2 separate regions of the Mus musculus genome follow, and region 2 is linked to region 1. The links are chromatin contacts, called in public Hi-C maps. All regions are on one chromosome and are shown on one strand. The core of a region is the stretch at or near the end of the contact, and the rest is flanking DNA. Distances in the headings are between cores, read along the strand shown. Region 1 has its middle 21 kb from the start of Grin2b. Region 2 has its middle 17 kb from the start of Eif4a3l1.

Region 1 (4,297 bases), core at 863-3,362:
GCCAGTTTGCAGACTCAGAATCCTTTGAACGAAGGGACAGCCAGTTTCCCTTAAGAAGGGGCCTTGATAAAATACCTATGAGTTTTACTGTTGTTAGCCTTTCTCCAGTCCTTCCCCAGAGGAACCTCTAGGCTTCTATAATGGCACCTATACAACGGGAGAAAGAAAACAACTGTACTTTCTAAAGTTTATTGAATGCTGGTGCAGAATTTACATTGATTCTGGGAAACCCCAAGAAGTATGTGGCTCTCCAGTTAAAGTAGAGGCCAATGGAGATCAGGTATTTGTTGAGTTTTGGCTGAAGTCCAACTCATGGTGGGTTCAGTGTGTTCCCATACTCATCCCGTGGTAACTTCTACAGTTCCAGAAGGTGTAATTGAGATATTCTTAGAAGTTGGCAGAATTCTCAGATTGGTTCTCTGAATTATGGAATGAGGGCTATTATGGTTGGAAAGGTAAAATGGAAGCCTTTAGCATTGCCTCTGCCATGGAAAGTAGTGAATCAAAACAATATTGTGTTCCTGAAGGAACTGCAGCAATTAGAGCTACCAGCAAGGACCTGAAAGATACAGAGGTCACGGTTCTCACCACGTCTCCATTTAAGTCTCCTAACTGGCCAGTGCAGAAGACAGATGGATTGTAGAGAATGACAGCTGACTTTGACTGCAGCTGCTGGACCAGATGTGTTGTCCTTATTTGAGCAGATAAACTCTTATCTTGGTACATGGTAGGTAGCTGTTGATCAGCAAAATGTCTTTTTCTCAGTACCCATCCATAGGAACCATCGGAGGCAATTTGCTTTCAGTTGTCAAGGTCAGTAGTATTTACAATTTTACCTCAAGGATATATTAATTGTATCATAAAGGGATCTTGATTTTCCATAAAATATCAAATGATTCACGGTATTAACATTATGCTGGTTGGAACAAGTGAGTAGGAGTTAGCAACCCCTTTGGACTTGTTAGTAACATATATGTGCATTAGAGAATGGGGAAAATAATTGAAGGGCCTTCTACTTCAGCGAAATTCCTAGGAGTCTCGTGCTGTGAGGCATGCAAAGATATTCCCTCTAAGGTGAAGAATAAATTATTTTATCTGGCCACTATCACCACCAAGAAAGAAGCAAATGTTTAGTGGGCTTACTTGGATTTTGGCAATAGTATGTTTTCTACTTGGGTGTTACTACAGCCCATACACCAAGTAACTCAGAAAGCTGCTAGCTTTTTGTGGAGCCTGGAACAAAAGAATGATCTTCAACACATCCAGGCTACTGTGCAGGCTGCTCTACCACTTGAGCCATATGATCCAGTAGACCTGATAGTATTCGAGGTGTCAGAGGGAGAGGAATACTGTTTGGAGCCTTTGGCGTGCTCCAAGAGGTGAATCACAGAAGAGACCTTGGAATTTTGGAGACAGGTTCTACAATCATCTGTATTGCCCATCATCAAATATTGTCCTTTTGAGAGACAGCTTTTGGACTGCTATTGAGCCTGCGTAAGAACTGAATATTTGACAGTATGAATACAGCTATTTTCCCTGGTAAGACCAGGGATATTTCCCATCCTCCAAGGACACATTTATACCCCTTTCATTAAGAATAAAACCTTTATCCTCTAAGATGACTCTGGATCTACATGTGATTCCTAATGGTCTCTCTATAAGAACTTTAGATCAAAGCTACCACCTTGACAGTAAGATAAGAGTTGAAGTTTAGAGAGAACATTCTGGAAAGCTTTTGCTGAAAATTCTTCATGTTTTCCACAAATGGGTTTCAATGAAAAAGGAGGAAGGATGGCTCCTTTGTGGAGGGATGGTGAGAGAGCCTCTTTCACCCTAAAAATGGTCACAAACTCCAGGACCCAGCAGCAGCTGTGGAGTCCAGAGGAGGAGTGAGCAGGGAGAACCTCATTCTATTCTATTCAGTTGCATCTCCCTGGTCTCTGTCTCCTCTGATCCTTTGCCTCCTGCCTTGCTGAAATGAGCACAGGAAAGAAAGCTAACATGTCAAAAACCCAAACCCTGCAAAATATAGAATTGGTCTCATTATGTGTCTTTCCTGACATACACCCATGCAGGAGTCATCTTAGAGACGCCGTTGAATATTCAAAAGTTTGAGCATAAGAGGAGGTTTTATGGTATTCTGTTCTCTCTTGGAACGTGATAGTTCTTCGCATATGTTTGATTTAAGAAAAGAAACACTAAAATGGAAAGTCATCCAACTGTGGAAGGGAAAGAGTGAGTCTTGGAAGTGATTTTGGAACACAATTTGGAGAGGGTTAAGAGTTTTGTGGCTCGCTAATTAACATCATTTTAAAGAAAAATTTACATGTGTAAATATTAGTACAACTTGAAGGAGTAGAGAGTTGATTACAGGGAGGTCAACAAAACATTGTCCATGCCCATTGCTCGGTTGTTTCAGGCATTTCCTGTCTCTTTTGGGCTGAAATTAAGGGCTTCAGCCACTGATTTTCTTTTTGTCATTCTATGTAAGTGTGGTTTTGTGACATGTGATTCTGATGTAGTCCATATGTCACACAAGATATATTTAATGTGGTTTGCATCTGTAGTATATTAAATGGCAGCGATGCTAAAAGGATTAAGATACAATGGGGCATAGAGTTAAGGGCATCACGACTTAAACAGAAACATGAACTAACCCTTCACAAAAAGCAGAAATTATGCTGGAAGCAACAATTATCTATTCATAGGGTGAATGACGGACAGGGGATGCATATAGACTCTGTTCTAGTTCCACTCAGTCCCATGAGATCTGTTTTATAGCCATGGGATAGCCCATGTGAGGATGTGGGTGGTATAGCCTTTCCCACTGTCGTGGAATTAACAGAATGTATCTTCAACCCTACTTTGCTAAGATTTAGCAAACAGCCAGCATCCTTCATAAGACCGCGTGCTTCATCTATGCTGATCCTGTCGGAATTAATCCTGTCAGTGATGAGAAAGTTGAAAGATTTTTAAATGAGAGATGCCATGGATAGTGTGCCACAAGGAATAGGGTTGAGTCTGTAGGGTGGAAAAGCAATTTAGAGTCCACTGTTATTGTTAATCTAATATATATAATTACATATGGAACTTCAGCAATGAAAATGATCTTCGGAAATTATTATTGTACAGCTTGTAGTCTTAAACCCATGAGAGTAATGTGTTTAATTGGGAAATGAATTCCATACTGGCATAAATATTGTTTCAGCAAACTTTCTGATGCAGTATTTTTCTATAATGGGGACGAGAGTTCATAGGTCAGCAGGGACTTCCCCAACAAGAAACTGTGTTGTTCTCTTAACTTGGAAGAGATTGGTGTCTGTTCCTGTTGGAGAAAAGAGAGAAACTTAAAACTACTATAAGACAATGGGCCTTTTCTGAACAAAGTGGATTATTATTGCTCTCTATTTCCAATGAGATCTTGGTATTCCAGTTAATTTTCTATTGCTGTGATAAGACACCATGACTAAAGCAACTTATAAAAGAAAATATTTAATTTGAGCTTGTAGTATAAAAATGTTAGAGTCCATGATAGCAGAGCAAAGGTGTGTTGACAGGAGCAGCTGAGAGCTTATGTCTTAATCCACAAGTATGAGGGAGAGAGACAGACACAGGGAACCCCCCTCATCCAGTCACACCTATTTCTACAAGGCCACACCTCCGAATCCTTCCCAAATGGTTGTACCAAACTTAAGATCAAGTATCCATACATAAAGAGCATATGTGGTCTGTTCTCCTTCAGCTAGTACATTTATCCATAGTGTGTGTGTGTGTGTGTGTGTGTGTGTGTGTGTTATGTTCCTGAATATTCAGAAAAGTATTGCACATAATATGCAATTTGATATGTACTCTGTGGATGGCAAGAGCTGACTGTCTAAGGTATATTCACCAACTTCACAGATGTATAAATGGTGCTTATATGCCAGGTTTAGCCCTCATATCTATAATATTGGCCCAGTGAATAATTCATGCAACCTTGACGTAAGGAAAAGTAGAACCGATCAACACTCCAAGACTTGAAGATTCATAGCAATGTAGACTATGATCTATGATGCTGCAGGTTTATGACATGAGTTTCTGTATTTCCTTAGTTAATTTTGTAAAAGAAAAAAATCTAAAAATTAGGATATTACAGGGGAAATTCCAAAACAAATGTGACAGGTACAGTGTAGGGCATGCACCTGTAGTGAGGTTGACTAAAGGTATGTTAAGGTGGTAGGTTTTTCTCTCTAAGATGATTGGCTAAAGAAGATGAGACAAGCATTTCTGTACGATGATGTAATGAACAGTAGGACAG
Region 2 (4,297 bases), core at 1,275-3,774, 150 kb before region 1:
TGAAGACAGCTACAGTGTACTCATATAAATGAAATAAATAAATCTTAAAAAAAAAAAAACAGAGCTCTAAAGTCCTTGAGGACTAATCATGTTCTCTGTGTGTATCTCAATGTGTGTCTGTCTCCATCTCTCTCAGGATATTTCCCCATAGTTCTATCTTTCTTCTGCTTTCTGTGAGATTTGGCCTTGCCAGGAGTCTGTAAGTATTTCGGGGACTGGGAGAGCCTGCATATCCATATGTATTCATATCCCTTAGTCCAGTGCCAGATATGCGGACAGTGGGTACTTAACCCATGTTGCCACACAGGAGTGTTTGTTGAAGACCAGCACCAAGACACACCAACGAGAGGTATGGGAATTTGCTTACCTTGCACTTTTCGGTGCGGGGGGGTGGGGTGGGGGTGGGGGGGTGGGGGTGGGGTGGGGGAGTTCAATTTGCCCACAATCCTCAGACCCTAGAACCATCTTCTTTGCCCTCTCTCTGAGATTAAAATCATTTCTTCACCCTATATGTCATGGATTACGCTGCAAGATCAGTCTCTTTTTAAACGGCCCCTTCTCAAGGCGGGGCCCAGAACACTGTCCTAATTAGCTAGCAAGCTAGGCTGAGGCTGTAGCTCTGCTTGTAAAGTGCTTGCCTTAGTATGTGCAGGGTTGTAGAGTTTAATCCCCAACACTGTGCAAACCAGGCATGGTGGCACGTGCCTGCAATGCTGTTCCAGCACAGGTGGAGGCTGGAGGGTCGGATGTTCAAGGTCATTCTCAGCCACACAGCGAGTTTGAGGCCAGCCTGGGCTGCATGAGAGTATGTTTCAAATGAGAGAAAAGAAAACACCACCACCACCACCACCACCACCACCAAGCTGGAAACGTAGCTCACTGGTAAAGCAGCAAATGTGAGCGAGGACAAGAACACAGATATGGAAAACCCAGGAAGAGGGTCGAGTAGCGTAGCCAGAGCAGCCAGGCTCTCCTAGGTTTGGGGCTGTGGGTTGGGCTTTGAGAGCCAGAGCGCACATTCTAGGCAGCCCTCCTAGTTCTGTTTCTTTGTGATACAGCCAGTACTGGAGAGCAGAGGGAGCTAATGGCCAAGGGAGTCCTCTCAAACACTGGCAGGAGGCCGGCAGAAGGGCCATCAGGTGGACTTGCTACAGGAGCGTCAGGCTATTGAATCTAGCAGGAAGTCCTTCCTCCTGGCACCAAGCTTGCCTTCTTCAGTGATGTCCCCTCCCATCTCAGCTCCCTGGCCCTGAGGCTGTCCCTCTGGCCTGGTCTCACAACCAAGCTGTGGTCCAGTAACCCAAATGCCATCTGCCATACTGTATACTCTGCCCTTCCCCTCCACGTCAGCCAGTGGGGCTAGAATTCACAGGCCCGCCCTGAAGAGTTGGCTTGGAGGGCAGTAGGCTCTGAGCAGAGCCAGCAGGAGCTCTACGGGAAAGGACACGGGACAGGGCAGGATGGACCCATGAACCTGGTTGCAGATGTTTGAAAAAGAAGGAGTATGCTGAAAGGTGACAAGTCTGAGGAACGGACAGAGAACGCAGCCGGTCACAGTGAATTTCACTGTGTATGAGACAGGGGCATGGGTAGCCAGAGAAACTGTTATCAGAGGCAGGTTTCTCCTAGCTTGTGGGTCTTGGGGGTTAAATTCAGACCGCAGCCTTGGTAGGCGGTTACCTTAACCTGCTGAGCCATCTTGCAAAGCTCCAAATTTTAGACAAAGCCTCACATTTATTATTTTGAAAAGAGACAACTTGTGCTGTGTGTGGTGGCACGTGCCTGTGATCTCAGAGTCTGAAGCAGGAAGATCAACACATGTGCAAGGCCCACCTTAGCCTCAGTAAATTGTGGGCTGACACCACAGGGCTACCGTGCAAGACTGTGTTTTTTTTTTTTAAAAAAATCCCCCTCAAACATTCAAAAGAGAAAAAGAGAATACATTAATCTGATCCATGACCAAGAAGGCCACCATCAACAAAAGGGCTAAGAAAATCAGTATCATTTTCATATTTTTACAATTCTATCTCTTCTCTCCCCTCTCCTCACCTCCTCCCCCTCTCCTCTTGCTATTGTGTGGTGGCCAGAGGACAACTTGGTTTTGTTCTCCTTTTGCCACATGGGTGCTGGGGATCGAACTTCGGTTTTCAGGCTTGGTGGTGGGGCCTGCTGCTGAACCCACACTTTTATTTCTCAAGTAAGGCTCTTGCTTTGTAGCATATGTTGGCTTGAAATCCACAATTCTCCTGCCTCAGCATCCTGAGTATTGGGACTACAGGCCTGCATCATACCTATCCACTTGTAATCTTAATTTTAATCACGGTGAAGAAAAGTAGGAGAAAAATAAAAACCAATTAAGGAAGAAGAACCAGAGCTGAGAAGAGGCCGCAGAAACCGATTTGGAGGAACAGTGAACCCCAGCGAACCTCAGGGCAGGACTTCCTCCCAGACATTCCCTCTCCACTGTGCCTTTACGTAATGAGAACAGGCTAATGCTGGGGAGTCAGAAAAATATCACTCAAGATCCAACTAAAGATAAGTAACAGCAAAGATGTATCTAGTCCCCGGCAAGCTACTGACGTTGCATAGCAACAACTGCCTGGTTTTATTTCTGTCACAGGATTGCCATAAGGAAGCTTTGAAATTAAGTTTCTTTTCTTCCTTTTTCTTCTTCTTCTTCTTTTTTTCTTTTTAAACAAACAAGGTAGCATACCTCACTGTACAAGTCACCTTAGTCAGGCCTTAGAGCAGGGGGGGGGGAGAAAGGTTTTAGTGAACTCTCTGGCCTGTTCTCCAGCAATGATGGTGGTAACCACATCAGAGGGGTTTTACTCCTTTTCTTCAGATGGAGAAACATCAGAATCCCTCAGCCAAGGTCCCCAAGCCAGTGCAGGTAGAGTTAGGACTGGAACCATTCCCACCCCTCCCCACTGCTGTCTTTGGCCTGAAATCCAGTGGTACCTCAGACATCTTCCATACCGTAGCAAGATGTGGATCTGCCCCGGACAGGGGCAACAACTCCCACTCCTTCTGAGGTGTCAGGAAGTCTTAGCTGGACATGTTCGCACATGTCTGTAATCCCAGCACTGGTGGGTCTGGGGCAGGAGGATAACCATAAGTCTGAGGTCAGCCTGGGCTACATAGTCAAGATTAAATTAAATTAAAGGGGGTGGGGGTGGGGAGACTGTTCAGCCAGTAAAATATGTCTATGACAGGCTAGTTGTACTTTTTGTAAGTGTGTGTGTGTGTGTGTGTGTATGTGTGTGTGTGTTGTAAGTGTTTAATGTGTGCACAGGTCCACATCCATATGTATACACTTGTCTGCAGAAGCTATGGGTTGACATCTTGTCTTCCCCTGTGTTTCTCACCCTTACTTTGAAAAGTATTTATTATTATTATTATTATTATTATTATTATTATTGTCGAAAAAGACAAGGTTTCTCTGTATAGCCCTGGCTGTCCTGGAACTCACTCTGTAGACCAGGCTGGCCTCGAACTCAGAAATCCACCTGTCTCTGCCTCCCAAGTGCTGGGATTAAAGCCATGTGCCACCACTGCCTGGCCTATTTTTATTATTTTTAATTATATGTATGCTTGTATGTCTGTGTGGGGGTTGTGCACACAGGTACCCATGGAGGCCAGAGGCACTGAATATCCCTAGGAACTAACTCAGGAGTCTGTGGGAGCCCCAGTAGCTCTTCACGGCTCTTCTATTTTTTTCCCCCGGGAGCAAAGCTCCTTCCATAGTTTCCGGTACTGAGAGTTACAGACAGAGAATAAGGAGCTGATCAAGAAACAAAAGTTCCTGGGCTTGGGAGCAGCTCAGGGGAAGATGATTTGCCAAGCTTGTGTGAAGCCCAGGGTTGGATCTCCAGAGCTTGGAGCAGCTGTAAAGTTATTGAAAAGATCCATATGAATCAGGACATTGGCAGGCACTTCTAGTACCCCTTCTGCCCCTGTCTTGGAGATTTGTTATAGAATTCACTTCTAACTGCACATGCTCCGTGGTTGTTACTGGTCAGATCAGGAGGACAGACACTGGGCATCTGTCATGTGTTGGTCCTCAAGGTGGGCACCAGGCATAGAGAACTGATCACTCATAACTACTAATCAAGAAATATTAGCTGGGGCTGGTGGTGCTTGCTTGTAATCCCAACACTAGAGAGTCTGGGGCAGGAGGGTCACCATAAATTTGAGGTCAGCCTAGGCTACATAGTCAAGAAATTAAATTAAAGGGGTGTGGGTTGGGAGTGGGGAGATGGCTTGGCTAGTAAAATAGCAGCAGCCGCACCAGAAG

Evidence for each region. Hi-C and Micro-C count contacts between places; a contact is called where the count stands out from the background.
Region 2: a contact with region 1 is called in a Hi-C map of cortical neurons, with 2.2 times the contacts expected there. The contact joins two enhancer-like sites. A contact is called at or near these places in 8 of 484 Hi-C or Micro-C datasets (cerebral cortex, cortical neurons, embryonic stem cells and 3 more).

Annotation. Positions count from the first base shown.
Region 1 is chr6:136,192,661-136,196,957 of GRCm38.p6, reverse strand. No RefSeq gene overlaps it. Among named protein-coding and RNA genes, the nearest start is that of Grin2b, 21 kb to the right of the region's middle. Within about 2 kb of position 2,112, at least 4 of the 459 cell types and tissues checked have an H3K27ac peak or open chromatin away from gene starts, as enhancers often do. A contact at or near this core is called in cortical neurons, where this site is marked.
Region 2 is chr6:136,342,273-136,346,569 of GRCm38.p6, reverse strand. No RefSeq gene overlaps it. Among named protein-coding and RNA genes, the nearest start is that of Eif4a3l1, 17 kb to the right of the region's middle. Within about 2 kb of position 2,524, at least 17 of the 459 cell types and tissues checked have an H3K27ac peak or open chromatin away from gene starts, as enhancers often do. A contact at or near this core is called in cortical neurons, where this site is marked.